Regions from separate parts of the Arabidopsis thaliana genome. Here region 1 is linked to region 2. Evidence: chromatin contacts called from public ChIA-PET data. All regions are on one chromosome and are shown on one strand. Each heading gives the region's core, a stretch centred on a gene start, on an enhancer-like site or on the middle of the called end of the contact. The rest is flanking DNA. Distances are from core to core; before and after follow the strand shown.

What was found. ChIA-PET counts read pairs in DNA pulled down with a chosen protein or histone mark.
Region 1: a contact with region 2 is called in an H3K4me3 ChIA-PET map of shoot, with 11 read pairs. The contact joins the promoter of SPL2 here to the promoter of AT5G43140 in region 2. A contact is called at or near these places in 1 of 26 Hi-C or Micro-C datasets (leaf) and 1 of 2 datasets of contacts at active chromatin or transcription factors (shoot).

Annotation. Positions count from the first base shown.
Region 1 is chr5:17,361,306-17,365,430 of TAIR10.1, forward strand. It overlaps SPL2 (squamosa promoter binding protein-like 2), which reads right to left and starts at 2,575. Exons shown (of 5, transcript NM_123693.6): 1 at 2,350-2,575; 2 at 195-858; 3 at 4-107. The coding sequence starts at 838.
Region 2 is chr5:17,319,343-17,323,821 of TAIR10.1, forward strand. AT5G43140 (Peroxisomal membrane 22 kDa (Mpv17/PMP22) family protein) reads left to right here and starts at 2,053. Exons shown (of 4, transcript NM_123680.4): 1 at 2,053-2,557; 2 at 3,237-3,465; 3 at 3,587-3,711; 4 at 3,802-4,110. The coding sequence starts at 2,228. The coding sequence ends at 3,882. It overlaps TAF4 (TBP-associated factor 4), which reads right to left and starts at 1,889. Exons shown (of 15, transcript NM_123679.4): 1 at 1,764-1,889; 2 at 1,558-1,663; 3 at 273-787; 4 at 95-187. The coding sequence starts at 1,802.

The DNA of each region.
Region 1 (4,125 bases), core at 1,325-3,824, 42 kb after region 2:
TACCATATGTCCTTCCAGGATTTGGCTTGCGACGTCTTGCATTGTGATCTGAGAGACGTCGGCGACAGCTACGTTTCTTCTCATCAAACTCAGAGAGACAGTGGAACCTTTGGAGACCAAAAAAGTTAAGATTTTATTAAGGCTTTTGCTAACAGATTAAACAACCTTCTCTCTTGAGAAAGACTAGCTTTTACCTGCTACATTGTTGGCAGAACCGACGCTCTACGCCACTCACAACGACTTTAGGAAACTTTGAATGATTTTCACAAATCCTATGTTTCCGATGATAGTCTTTAGCTGATGAAAGATCAAGATTACAGCCTTCAACTTGACAGTGAGGAGTTTGTAACCTCTGAGGAATGGATTTCGATTTCTTCACGGGAGAAACAGAAGATGAAGCCAGAGTCACTGGAAGTCCCAAACCTTTAGCATTCTCCACTTCCCAAAAGTCTTCAAAGTACGTTCGTTTACCAAGCTTTAAACCGAGAACCGGATCACCAGAGCCAAAAGAAAGTTCAAGACTTGGAGAAGTATCAATCCCCTTTGCAAATTCTCCAGGAAGACTTTCACCAGTTTCGGATGTAAAATTGTGTGTTCTTACTTCAGCTGATGAAGAGCTAATGGAAGTTGACTTTGAGCTTTTAGAGAAAGCATGAGCTATATCAGAACCTGAACTACCAGCATAGGCAAAGCTTGAAGAATACAGAGAGGTGCAATCAAATCCATCAATTTCCCACTCCATTGGTTTTAGCTTTCTAGGAACTTCAGCTGTAGAAGTGCCAAAAGATATCAAGTTTTCCAATTCCCATTGAAACGGTGGCTTTGCATTACACTCCATCAGACACTGACCACCAAAATCTGAAAAACATTCAAATATCACACAGAGTAAATCAAAACTTGAACTTTTGCTTACAAGAAAATAGAGAAAAGATCAAAATGTTTTTCTATGTAAACTATCAAACATATGAAGAACCGAAAATGGATATTTGTTAGAAAGCTACTTATGTATGAAAGAGCATATATATTTCAGTCTTATAGATGCTAATGACAATCTACAAAATTAAATCTGTTCTCCTTCTATAACTCTGCTAGAAACCAGACAATGATATCTCAAGGCCAAACTAAAACCAGAGCAAAAATGATCTCTCAAGAAAAAAGGCAAAATTGTGCTTAGTCATGAAGCAAAGCGTTTTGGCATGAATAGGCATGTAAGGTTGCATATTAAAGTGTCTGAGAGAAACTATCATGTGTTCCCTATATTAAAACCCTCTGCTTATTCATGCCAAATCTACTCTTCACTCTAGGTTCTGTAATTTGCTCAAATCTCTATACTCTTCATCCTTTTGTTTTTGAAGACATAAAGGAGAGATTTGCTTTCTGATCAATAAATAACCATATAATTTTCATAAAAGTTACCAAAAACAGATCTCTAAGAAGCTTTCTCTCTTCCACTATTCACTAACAGAACCATAGTTTTCTACAAGCAAAGTTAAGGGTAATAAAAGTACTCACATAAAACTTCAACCTAGGAGAAAATCCTCATTTATCTTCTCTGTTATTTGCAGACATAAAAGGACAAAATCAGCAACAACATACCTCAAAACTTATGGATCCCAGAGGAAGAAGAAATTGTTCTGTTTTTTTTTTTTTTTTTTTAAGTTTACGAGTAAGTTTCAATCACAATTTTCATCCACATTTATAGCAAGACCAACAAAAAAGATACCCTCTCTCATTCTTTCATCAGAAAACTTTTTTTTTGGCTCACCAATAATTCACATTCATTAGAGATTGTGGGGGCAAAACCCTTCAAGAAAGTAGGACCCTCTCTTCACACCATTTCATTATCAAAAGCTGTTTACAGATGTAAGATTAAACTTCTCATCTGTCAAAATCATCCCTTTAATATTACATTCCGTAACATTTCTCTCTACTTTTTGCCTAACACATCTACCAAAATCAGTAATTTACAAAAACCCAAAAGAGATGATGAACCAAACCCACTAAAGTTTTCATCTTTTATTTTGGGAATAAGATCCATAGGACTAATGAAAAAGAGCAACATTTGTTTTAACCTTGTAGAGTAAGTTGGTATTAGGGTTTCTTTCACTTTTACTCATTATCTCTGATTATGATGTTATTTTTGTATGTGAGTGAGTGACAATACAAATGGAAATAGAGAGAGAGAAAAGAGTAAAGTAGCAAAATCTCAGCCGCAAATGGATGTCTCACCATTTATGGTAATATTATCACAAACTTTTTTTGTTGCTAAGTAAATACCAAAAATCTCAACTTTAAGCTATAAGATTTGCAAGAACCAAAATCTATTATTCAGAAATAAAAGATGGGTACCTGTAAATTAGAGAAGGATCTCGTCTTCAATAGAGTAAAGCTTCCATTTTTGGCTTAGCATAAGAGAGAAGAGATACAAAGAGAAAGGAGAAGAAAGAGAGAGAGAGAGAGAGAGAGAGAGAGAGCATGTGGTGTGTGCGACGCTAAGTACCAAGTTGGGAGATGTGGAGGGGTCAAACTACTTTCATCAGCTTCCACTTTTTTGGACGATTCATTTCATTACCGAGGAAAAAGCAAATATTTATTATTTATAAGAAAATATTATAAATTAAAACAAAAAGAAAAAAAAAAAAATTGAATATGAAGAGTTAAAATATGAAAAAAGTGGATTTTCGTAAGATCAAATAGCGTCAAAATCAAGACAACCCATGCTTTAGTATATGTTTTAGTTTAATTTAATACAAGCTCGTAGCTTAAGAGCAAGTTCTTAAACTGATTTAGATAAGTTAATTTTATAGTATTTATCACAAAAATGAAAAGTTGGTTGGAGTTATCATTGTGCTGGAGGACAACCGTTCAGCAGGTATGGCTCAATTATATTATTGAAAAATTAGATCCAATGGCAAATATTTTAAATTAAGGGTGTGGTCATATGTTTTAAATTGGTCATATGATCTTCTATATAATATACACAACTATGATATATTTATTTTGGTATATAATTTTTTTTTTTTCCATTTTCTTGTCTCTCTTCTTTCTTCTTTAAATAAATAAGATAATAGTACTTCTTTTTGCTTCCTCTCACATCTTTTGGCTTTGATTTTTAAAGAAAAATGATTCAATTTACCTAACAGAATTTTCGATTTTCCAGGTTCTAATTTTTGAATAACAAAACATTGTATTTGAGAAATGAAAAAGTTTACAGAAAAAAATACATTATTATTTTGTTATAATTACCAATATATTGTTATATATAGACAACTATAATAGATAATTCTTTCAATACTTTAAAAAGCAGTATAAGAAGTTGTTTAACCTCTAAACACCTATCTTAGATCGCATAAATTACTTTTTAAGCGTTGGAGTTAAGTTTCTTGTTAGGATATTGAGTTATGCGGTTCCAACCGGTTTTGAACTTAAACGTTCCTAAACATTCATAGCAGTTCTACCAGTGCACTCACTGTAAATCAGATGCATGGTTCAAGTGAGATATTTCTGTTAGGTTATTACAACCTATGCATCCTAATATTTGTAAAAGAATATATGAATTTAAACATAACTTTTTTTTTTTATTTTAACTCAATTTTCTTACATCCCGAAATTAGTTATAGGGTGTCAATGGTGGACATGATCATGGACATATAGAGAAGGGAGAGGATTTTGTGTTAAATTGGTGGAAAGATTTCTGCTACTAAATTGAAAAAAGAAAAATCCTACTATATTATTTGGGAAGTACATTTTAAATGTAACCTTAATTTTTGTAAGTAATTACATAGGTATGCCATTAAAAACAAAAAATTAAAGAGTAAATTAATTTATCTCTTTAAGGATTAAAAAGTCAAATACTAATTTAATTAATTAAATTTAATTAAAAAATAAAATACATTATTAATTTCCAAAAATAATAACCAATCAAAATCAACATATAAGATTTGATGTATAAATTTCAATTAATTTAATTTAATTAGAAAAACGAAATACATTATTAATTTCCGAAAAAGTAACCAATTAAAATCAACAAATTAGATTTGATATCTAAATTATCATATTAATTTTTTATTAATTAGTATAGTTCACTTCTCATCTTTATATGATTCTATTTTTTCGAAAAAATAA
Region 2 (4,479 bases), core at 803-3,302:
CAATTCCAACATGATTCCACTTACAAACTAATACCCTAGGTTGGTTGTCTGGTTTTAGTCACAACATGGCACAATATATGCAAAATGGTAATACCTGCTGGAGTTTACTAACTGCCATCCTGAGCATCTGATCGCCCACAATATCTTTCATATGTCGTGTGAACCCCTCTTTGGGGATTTCATTTTTCTGCAAAAAAAAGTAGCAGAAGGAAAGAAATGATAATACAATAGCTTTGGAACAGAATGTCAAATGATTTCACAGATAGACATACCTTAAGTCTAGCATATAGGGTACGGAGCTGCAGTGCTCTATCTTTATCGAGTTGGTTCATTAAAGTAGGAAGCAAAGCAGCAAATGGTACTTGCTTAGGGTTGCGGTTTATAGGGTTAACATTCATAGGGTTAACAGGCGGTTCCACTCCCCGAGCCTGTTGACTACTCATCTTTTGCAGTTTCATATACTGAGATTCACTCTCTTGATTATGGGATCTATCTGATTCATTACCAGTAGGATTCTTTTCACTAATCGGTAACCCAGTTGATTGGGGGACCTGCGAGGGATTCTCCCAGAGTTGACCAGCTCGATGAAGGTCTTGAGGCTGGTTGTGTTGTAAATGAGGTTCATTTGCGCGTTTCAAATCATGTTGATGTTGATTTTCTAAAGTCGATCCTTCTTGCTCCTTCATCTGAGTACTTTCAAGGCTATGCTGAGTCTGGACATTGATATTAGAATCTCCAATACCATTCTTCCATGTCGAAAACTGCTGCCTGGAAGAATGGTTGTTTCCTATAAAAATAATAGAAGCAATTGGTTGATGATACTCAAATCACAAGTTAAACTGGAGGAAAAATCATATAATACCCAAAAAAGGACAAAAGACAGGATTTTGTTGTAGCAGATTATGCACACAAAATGCATACTCAGTAGCTCTCATACACCTATCCACAAATCACAACCTATTTGTATTTCAATATTTAATGGTGTAGTCAGAGGAAAGAGATCACTTCCAGCACCAGAGACAGAAAATAATGATTTAAGGAGACACGTAATCATCGTCAAGATTGCAGTGAACCAAGAACAAAGCCTAACACTAAAATAGTATCAGCATCACCAACCTATGTCTACCCTGGCTAATAAATCCCATCACACTGATCAATTTTAATGACTCAACAATCAACTAGTACAGGCTATATTGGCAATGACAAAGCTTATCCCGATATTAACATACAGAAACCCTAACAAACTAATATTTCATGACCTTAACTATTGCTTTAATACAGGACTGAAACTTCCAAACATGTCACTAGATTAGCAAGGTTTACAATATAGCCTAACCAAGGCATCTTCTTAAGTTATCCATGTTCCAAGAGTAATAACCTATCTGAGAAAACTGTATATATTAAAAACAAGCACAACTTTGCTAACATGTCAAAGCTTCCCAAAGCAGCCAATCCAAGATAAAACCAAAAGATACTATCTTTATATTAACTAATAGTACCACAAAAATTAAAATCTCAGACATAAAATTTAAGAGCGAATTTGTAGAGAAACCAAACCTGGGTTTGTCACGTGGGGTATTGAAGTTGTCATAGAACCTTCAATATCACGATTCAGAGCAGCTTGGAACGCGTCTACGTCAGCTCCTGAATGCATCGATTCATCCTAAAATAATACAATTCGACCGGAATCAAAAACCACGAAGACGATTCCAGATACATCACACAAAATTGGATTTTGAAACGAGTGAGATTAGAAACCTAACCTCATCTTCTTCAAGGAGCTTGAAAATTGAAGGATCCATTGAAATAGCTGGGGAAGGCAAAGAGAGAAAGAGAGCTCTCGGCGTAGATGAATTAATAGGAAACAGATGTTATAAGATTAGTCCTAAACTAACCTCATGTCGTTTATTAGCTTTGTTTTAGCACTGTATGTCGTTTTTAATTTTGATCGAAAAAAAACGATACCGTTTGTTATGGATGAGTAACCTCATGTTGTTTATTGGTGTTCTTTTAAAAACTGCATGACGTTTAATGGAATACGAAAAACGCTGTCGTTTGCTTTATTGCGTGGAGAGATATATCAAACTTTATGTCGTTTATTGGTTTTGGTTAAGCACTGTTTGTTGTTTGCGTGTATTGAGACTAAAAGTTCTGGTACAGAGAGAGAGATACATCAAAAGTACAGTGTAAGCTGCCGCCATTAACGAAGCATCGGCGAAAAAAGAAGATGAATATCGTTGGATTGAGCAAACGTTTCTTCTCCGATCGTCGCTCTCTTCACGGGATCAACAATGCTCTCTTGAAAACAGTGTTCACCGGTCGGAAACCGATTCTCGGATTCTCCGGCCGATCGATTCACGAGCTACGCAAAACTGGGAATTTCGTAATCCCTCGTGTTTTCTCCGTGTCGCGAAATCTAACGACGAAGGCTTCGTCTTCTTCTTCGAAACAACCTGCGTTTCTACGATGGTATTTGAGAAAGCTCGAATCACATCCTTTTATGACTAAGAGTATCACTACTTCTGTCATCTATATGGCTGCAGATCTCACTTCTCAGGTTTTTTTTTGAATCTTTGTAGTTTTTGGAATTTAGGGTTCTTTCTCATTTCATTACTAATTAGAGAATTTTGTTAAAGTTTTGAATTTTATCTCTTGATTTAGGAAGAAAAGACTAATCTTCATTTGTTATTATACCAAGACAATTCCAAATTTGATTTGAAACTAGATCATAATCTTACTAGTGGAAGAAGTTATAATACTTTAGTAAAGAATAGGTGGAGATAGCACTAAAAGTTGGTGTTTTTTAATGAATTGTTATTCTCATATTTTTGGTTTAGTCTGTGTTCTCAACTGTTGTTCTTTGATGTGTGAGACTGTACTTACAGTGTTTACTGAATCTGTATATTGTACTCTTGTGAATTTGAAGTCTTTCTGTACTGAATAATGGATGAATTTAGTATTGGTTTGATTACTCAGAAAACTCACACTCCAATCCGAATAGTCTAATCTTCTTGTTATTATCTCTTGTGAATACTTATTGCTAAGGTGAAAAAAGCTTTAGGTGTGTGTGTTGGGGTTCTTGTAAACTCTGTTTTTCTTCTTGTCATTAGTGGATTTCTCTTTTGAGTCTTTTTATGATCATGTTGTGGTGCTCTTCCCCCAGTAATATGTTAGAGCGAAACTAGAGAACCTTTTGTTTTGTTTTATTTGTGTTGACTCTCTAAATTCTTCAACAGATGATCACAATGGAGCCAACTGGTTCTTTTGACTTGATAAGAACAGCGAGAATGGCGAGCTTTGGGTTGATATTTCTCGGGCCGTCTCAGCATCTGTGGTTCAGTTATCTTTCGAAGATATTGCCAAAGCGCGACGTGTTGACAACCTTTAAGAAAATAATGATGGGGCAGGTTCTTTTCGGACCTGTTAGCAACACAGTCTTCTATTCCTACAATGCTGCTTTACAAGGTACATAACATAATCAAACCTCTATGGATTGAACGGATTTAGCTTTTTACGGTTTCTCTGCCTGTAAATTTATGGTGCTCATTATGAGATTGGTTCTGGCACGTTGTTGGTCCTTTTTAAGGCGAAAATTCTGAGGAAATTGTGGCGAGATTGAAGAGAGATCTTCTGCCAACATTGAAAAATGGACTTATGTATTGGCCGGTCTGTGATTTTGTTACATTCAAGTATGTGCCAGTTCATCTACAGGTAAACCAAATATCTATCTTATTACTTTCTCTATTGTTTGGGATGTTTGAAGACACTTCTTAACTTCAACTTGTAATCTTCTGGTTGCAGCCACTGATGAATAGCTCGTGCGCATATATATGGACAATCTATTTGACATATATGGCAAACCAGACGAAAGCTGACAGCTGAACAATGACAAGTATGAGTGTTCTGGGTCACACGCAATCGCATTCTTTTTATTCAATTGAACCAACCATCAGTACTAGTAGATTTTTTTTGTTTTTTTGGTGTCTACAATGCAGCAAAAGTATCGCATAGATATGGACATAAACATGTATGAATTTTGATCATCTAAGCATATATTTATCAGGAAGTCTCAAAGTTCCATCGCGTTTTACTGCGAAAACTTGCTTCACCATCTTCTTTTACTTTTTGTTACTTTCTTGTAACATTTTGACTAAAAAAATAATTTGGTTTATTTTTGTTTATTTAAATTAATGCCAAAAATAAATTAGGGTAGGTAAAACTAGTATGAGGTTAACCACATAATTCACAAATGAAACCAAACTTAGGCCACGTTTTAGGTCATATTGCCTCCTTGAATCATATAACATCATTCTTCCATTGTCACATTGTGGCCAAAATAAAACACTATTTATCGTCCTAAGTATATATAATTGCCCTTACACTTTTGTCCTACTATACTTTTAAGAAAATAACAATTGGCACGAGATATTTGCCGTCAGAAAAAAAAATGATACTGTTTGGTCTTCCGTATTTTCTTCC